2 separate regions of the Mus musculus genome follow, and region 1 is linked to region 2. A link is a contact called in public HiChIP or PLAC-seq data. All regions are on one chromosome and are shown on one strand. The core of a region is the stretch at or near the end of the contact, and the rest is flanking DNA. Distances in the headings are between cores, read along the strand shown.

Region 1 (3,196 bases), core at 519-3,018, 38 kb after region 2:
TGACATGAGGCAAACGTGAAGCAGGGCAGGTCCCCTGCCTTCTCATTAAGCCACTATGTTAAATAATAACAAGGGTCCAGGAGCAAGAGACAGATTAGCTCTTTGGCTGGAAGAATGGCTTTTGTTGCGGATAAAACCTCAGCTTTAAGCTTTATAAATCACTGCATAAGGAAGGTTGGTTTTAATGGTTTCTTCAATGATGAGGAAACTGAGGTCGAGGGAAAATGTGAGTGGAGGAGAGGAAGAAAGTGAAGTGACAGAATTTCCAGAAGAATGTGGACACCAGCCCCAGTCCCAGCTTCTCTCCTGCAAACCCGACAGCCTAGCTACGAGCATGCATTCAGCTCAGACCCGGCTAACCCAAGAACAGCCCCAGCGCGAGGACAAGTTCTTCAGCCAAATAGGTCCTGAGTCGGTAACAGGGACATATGGGTAGATATGGGTAGATAAGGGAGATATGGGTAGATGCAGGGATAGACAAGTAACTCTTAAATGGTGCACCTTCTTACTACCCTGTAGAATGCAGATCAGGAAACTTACACAGAAGAGAGGATAGGAATGAGTGTTCTCAAGACCAGGCGACCCAAGCCATGGGACTGTCACCTATTACCTATGGTGCTCTGGAGACAATATATACTATAGTAAGTCCTTCCCACTTTTCAATATCACCGTTTTGCAGCACTCTGGAGTAGGGACCTCGGATTCTGACCCCTTAGTGGTTTACACAGACAGCTCTGAGGCCTACACCAGCACAGTGCTGAATCCAGGATCCCTTTCTCTGTTCCCACCCCACATCCCTGCAGCGACTAGGAAATCACCTTTCACAGAGAGTATCCCTCTACTGGCTCCTGCAAAGGGGATGAGGCTCTGGGTCCAGTTCACACAGATCTACAGGAACAGTTCAAAGTGCCAAAGGATATCTTAAAACTAGCCCTTTAGGTCATATTTAAAGAGAGGTTGGTAGCAGAAGGTCCCTCTGGGATGGAGCCAGGGCCACATGTGAACACCTGGAGCAAGCTCCAGAGGTTAGGATGAAGAACTTCCAGAAAGCCACAAGAGAGGTGGAGAGGGTTAGGGTCCCTTCCACTAGAAAAGCCTAGAAGATCTGGAGGCCCCCACTAGAGAGAAGGAGGGGGGATTGTGCAATTACAGCTGGTCTAGGAGTTTCCCACATTGGCACCAAGTCGCCAGAAAGGAAACCCCAACCATAGGGCCAGGAAGGCAGCTCTGCAATTGGTTCGAGGCCAGGTATGGGTTTCTGAGATTCAGATAGAGTTGTAGGATGTGGTGGGTGTCCAAGGGGGGCGACAGAGCATGGCACGGCCCGCACAGCTAGGAGTTAGGGGTGCTGTCTGGACTCTCTTAGGTCCAGGCCAGAGTGGATACAGTGCACAAAGCCAGAGGTGCAGATAACGTGCGGGACATCCCAGCCGGGCGCGCTCCAGCCCAGATGAGGTCCGGGAATCCCTGTCTGCGCCTCGGAGGACGGGAGTTAGGACCGCCAACCCCTGCAGCACCCCCTCCCCGCTCTACTCACCTCGAACATAAGCCCGATGAGGACGCAGAGCACCAAGCAGAAACCGATGTCTGCATGGTTGTGGATGATGAACTCCTGGCTGAAGAGCGGGTAACTTTTCGTCCTCCTACGGAAAGCCATGGCAGCGGGCGTTCACCGCCTGCGGGGGCCCGCACCCTCGCTCAGCAGCCCCAGCGAAAACTTCTCCGGCCCGGCCCGGTCCGCACGCCAGCCCCGCAGCCCAGCGCGGAACAACTTCGGGCCCCGCCCCCTTCCTCTGCCCGCCCCGCCCCGGCCTGCCGCCCGGAACCGCCCCCGGCCACAGCCCTCGCCCCGCAGCGGCTGCACAGGCGCGGGCCTCTAGCCACACCCCCTTCCTCCGTCCGCCCCGCCCCCAGGCCGCAAAGGCGCGCGCCTCTGGCCACACCCCCTTCCTCCATCCGCCCCGCCCTCAAGCCCTTTGGCCAGCGCCACCGGCCACGCCTCCTGGGCGAGCCCGGCGCGCCTAACCCTTGTGCCGCGCTCGCTACCGGTGCTTGCGGCTTCCACCGGGGGTACACTCTTCCGTGAACCTCGCTGAGACGCGGGAATGGAAGCCCTGTCCTCCGGCTTTGAGAGGAAGCGGCTCCCGAGCTGCTGGACAGGAAGTGGGCCGGGATCCCACTCCTAGCGCCCAGCTTCTTCCTCTGCAGGAAGGGCCCGGGGCGGGAAGCTTCGTGCCGGCCTGTGGACTGGCCCCAGCCCTGCGCTGGATCTTAAATGAATGCATGGCTACTCCTGTGTCTGAAGGATTGCACAGTGTAGGTTCAACCTCTCAGAACCTTCAGCAGCTACCCCAAGGCCTTGCCTTAGTAGAGCCTACTTTGCAAGGGCGTGCAGGTACCCCGCGTTTTACTCCTTCACTTAAAAGGCCAGGTACTGCCCAGAATTGGTTTTTCAGGGCTCACTACCTTCAATATTAATTGATCAGAAGTGGAAGAATAAACACTGAAGAAATAAAAAAAAAAAAAAAAAAAAAAAAAGATCCTCACCCAACGTTTCCATTTAATATTAAGTTTCAAAATTACTTCCGGAAGGACAAAAGGTCTTTTAAAATAAATTATACTAGCAAATATTGGATTTAATCCTGCCAGTAATGAAGGAACAAATAATCGCTTCTAAATGTACAGAAATGCAAAATGAACAGAGGACTGTTTAATTTCTTTTCTTTTTTTAAAATTAGTTTCACGGTTACGAGTTTGCAAAAATAGCAGTCTGAAGGTAACTAGAACTGAATGAAGTTCCTTAAAGAAATTTATCTCCTGTATTCTAAACTGTGCACTATTTAACAGACAGCCCTAGGGCTTCTAACTCCACGGGCGGGGCGGGGGGCATTAATGCCTATATTGGACTAACCTTTGTTTAAAGTTAAGACCGGTGCGTGCGTGCGTGCGTGCACGTGCGTACAGTTTATGACATATAGGGGCTGCACATGCATGAGCTCACATATTTATGTATTTTCGCCCCAGTGACCTCCGGTGTCAGGCCTCACCTTCCACCTGGTTTGTTCCAAGGTCTCTCTTTGTGTTGACTTTTCCACTAGGTAGGCCAGGCTAGCTGCTCCTCTAGCTCCTCCCATCTCCCAGTAGAAATGCCCCTTGTGGCCAACTTTTACATGGGTTCTGCGGATTCCAAGTCAGG
Region 2 (3,158 bases), core at 29-2,528:
AAACCAACAAACAAGACATAGTCGATTTTCATGCATGGCAGTTCTATGGAAACTCACAAACACCAAAGCACTGCACCAAGGGAAATACAAAGTTAGGGTGCTAAAAACCAGTCACATTTCACCAAGAGATCGACATGCAACCTTGCTTTAGGTGTGCTTCTAAAAGGCACCTTAGTTGATACATACTGCTGGTTCATTAACACTAAACTCTTGGTCAACAGGACTACTGTAGCTCATGTCCAAATGAGGCATGGCTTCTCCATAAGGCACGCTGCCTCCTTCTTAAGATTAGGGATAGCACGTCAGCAAAATACTTAAGGGCCATGGTAAAGAATGAAATCCCCACAAACACCACAAAATGCAAAACTGTGGCCCTAAATAGATGACAAAGGATGATTTGTTTACAGTATGAGAGCTGGAGCAGAAAGTGGGCATGGCCTTGTTTCGACTGAGCGGACGCTCAAGGTTTTGCACCTGTGAACTGTGAGCACACACAAGAGCCAAGTATGAAAGTGGAGGTCACAAGGACGTTCTAGTAAAGGAAGCAGACTCACAAAGATGAAATCTACAATCAGTAGTAGATGAACGTATCAGGACAAACTTGAATGTCAGTTCTACTGCACAATGAAGTTTGTGTGTGTGTGTGTGTGTGTGTGTGTGTGTGAGAGAGAGAGAGAGAGAGAGAGAGAGAGAGAGACAGACAGACAGACAGACAGACAGAAACAGAGACAGAGACAGAGAGAGACATGTGGAGATCAAAGGACAACCTTCCAGGAGTTGGGTCTTACCTTCCCCTTTCCTTTTGACTACACAGTCTCTTGTTTCTGTTGCTACTGCACATGTTCACTGACAGCTGGCTCTTGTCTCCCCCTCTCTCTCCGATTACAGACATGAGCCACCAAATCCAGAGTTTACACTATGGGCTTCAGGGATCACACGGGTTATCAGGCACATGCAGCAACTGTTTATACCTGCTGATGAGCCCGACCAAGGTAGAGGTTAACACCACCAAATATCAGTTCTAGAAGAATCTGCACCTACTTGTCTTGATTACCTTCTCTGCACAGCCTCCAGTGGTGAGAGGACAGAGCTGCCTGGGTAACGAATGCTCATCATGTGGACACAGCCCACCCCACAAGAAAGCTAAAAACTCGTCACCCTGTCACCTGCTCATAGTTCTATCTCTGTACAACTGTTTTCTCTCACTGTGTTCACCCCAGTACTGCCCATGCAGTAGGTGTCTCATAAATACCCATCTAATGACCTCATCCTGTAAGCAGCTGTAGGATTCGGTAACCACAGACGAATGTCTAACACATGTTTTCTGAACATAAGTCCATGAGAGCAGAGTTAAAGCAAAAATACTAGATTCCAGTATTTTTCCATATCTGCCCTCTGGATCATGGCAATAGAAATAAATTCTTTACCATGCTTGTTCCCATGTGACAGTATCCCAGATCCAGTTCCCTTGCTTCATAGGAAAAGAAGTTAAGCTCCCCTCACAGAAGGCATAGTGGCCTTCTACCACCCAGTGAGTATAAGCAAAACAGGCAATCGGCAACTTGAGATTTTCCAAGTTTGTTCCCAAAACAACTTCAGCAGGCATACAACACAGCCCAGGACAGAATGCCAACAAAAATTGGAGGACCAAAACCAAGGCGATCATGTGTCGAAAGCCTAGCGAGGAAGAACAGCGAGCGAATGAGGCTGACCCACAGAAGTGCATCCCACGAAGTCCTACGTTATCCTCAAGCTGCTCAGCCTAAGCTCGCTCCCAACCATCGAAAAGAGCAAAGTAAGATCAGCTCCTATCCACGCATGAAAGGGGGCACAGGGGACAGGAGGTAGAGGGTCTGGGAGCAGAGGGGTAGTGAGGCAACCCTCCTTGTGCCTCATAAAAACCACTCTGTGTGCTTTCAAAGGCTCCCCCCCGGCACCCCACATCTTCATTCCATTACTCTCTCCTGACCTGAGGTCAGGGGACCAAACAACTAACAAGCCCCCCCGCCGCCCCGTGTAATGCTGGGTCCACGTAGCGCAGGGGCTAAGAAACAGGGGCCTATTAAAAATGTCTCTCCAGTTATTTCTCGTCTCTCTAAGGATGTTTATAGGACACAATATTGAGTTTAATAGCATATTAAATGCCAAGCTCGATGGGTGAAAGGTTAAAAGTGACAATGTGTTAATATACTCATGCAAAGGGAAAGCACTAAATGACATAGAGGTGTGCTCTCTCTCTCTCTCTGTCTCTGTCTCTCTCTCTCTCTGTCTCTCTCTCTCTCTCTCTCTCTCTCTCTCTCTCTCTCACACACACACACACACACACACACACAGAGTGCCAGAGAGACTCATTACAATTTTAATTAGAACGTGCCCTTCTGAATCAAAGGCAGAAATGTTGCTCGTGCTCACACAGCTGTAACAAAACCAAAATCATCCCGCATGCCATGTTCCATTAGAGGCACACGGACCTGAGCTCTTGGTTGTAATGACACTAGGAATGCCAGAGAAATCCCTGCTTCCTCGAAGCATGCTGCATGTGGAGTCCTGACCCATGTCTGCTGTGGACCAGTGTGGCTTTGGGTAAGACATGTCATCTCAGTGGGCTCCTTTGCCCAATGATAACAATAGGGACAAATGATGCTATCGGGCGCTTGCTGGGTGCCGGGCATGGCTCTAAGGTTTCCCATAAATGATCAAGTGCAGCTTCTTCAATGGCCCTCCCCAGAAGGGAAGGAACGGCCTTGTTCCAGGCAGGCATGGAAATGATGCAACCCATCGAGGTGGCTGGAATGGAAGTCCATAAAGAACTCTGTCAGCTATCATTCTTTGAATACATTTGATCTAGGTCCAATAACGGCCTTACTGAAGGGCCTAACTTCCAGTTTAAAGCACAGTACTGCTTCTCCACCTGTGAAAATCCAAGTCCGGGCATCATCCCTGCCCCACAGGCAAGAAGAGTAAAGTCCTTGGCCAGCCCCAGGCACTGGCACACCAGGGCTTCCAAACGCACAGTCCCTTTTCCTGGAAGTTGACAGCAATCACCAAAGACAGAAGCAAAGAAGTAAGATGAAGGGGACCACATTGTTCCCCATGAGGTACTGGATGCTTCCCTTCAGCTGGTTCTGACTTGCTCTCAACCAGCACACCAGCAAGGG

What was found. HiChIP or PLAC-seq counts read pairs in DNA pulled down with a chosen protein or histone mark.
Region 1: a contact with region 2 is called in a CTCF HiChIP or PLAC-seq map of the NIH/3T3 cell line, with 22 read pairs. The contact joins the promoter of Tram2 here to the enhancer-like site in region 2. A contact is called at or near these places in 2 of 39 promoter capture datasets (the C10 cell line and pre-B cells), 1 of 15 datasets of contacts at CTCF or cohesin (the NIH/3T3 cell line), 19 of 484 Hi-C or Micro-C datasets (the CH12 cell line, the G1E-ER4 cell line, the HL-1 cell line and 11 more), 6 of 115 datasets of contacts at active chromatin or transcription factors (CD8 T cells, the HPC-7 cell line, cardiomyocytes and 3 more) and 3 of 9 other capture datasets (adipose tissue, liver and pancreatic islet).

What each region holds. Positions count from the first base shown.
Region 1 is chr1:21,077,457-21,080,652 of GRCm38.p6, forward strand. Tram2 (translocating chain-associating membrane protein 2) reads right to left here and starts at 1,769. Exons shown (of 11, transcript NM_177409.3): 1 at 1,538-1,769. The coding sequence starts at 1,657.
Region 2 is chr1:21,039,948-21,043,105 of GRCm38.p6, forward strand. All of the region lies in intron 1 of Tram2 (translocating chain-associating membrane protein 2), which reads right to left. Among named protein-coding and RNA genes, the nearest start is that of Tram2, 38 kb to the right of the region's middle. Within about 2 kb of position 1,279, at least 90 of the 459 cell types and tissues checked have an H3K27ac peak or open chromatin away from gene starts, as enhancers often do. A contact at or near this core is called in the CH12 cell line, the NIH/3T3 cell line, adipose tissue and 6 more, where this site is marked.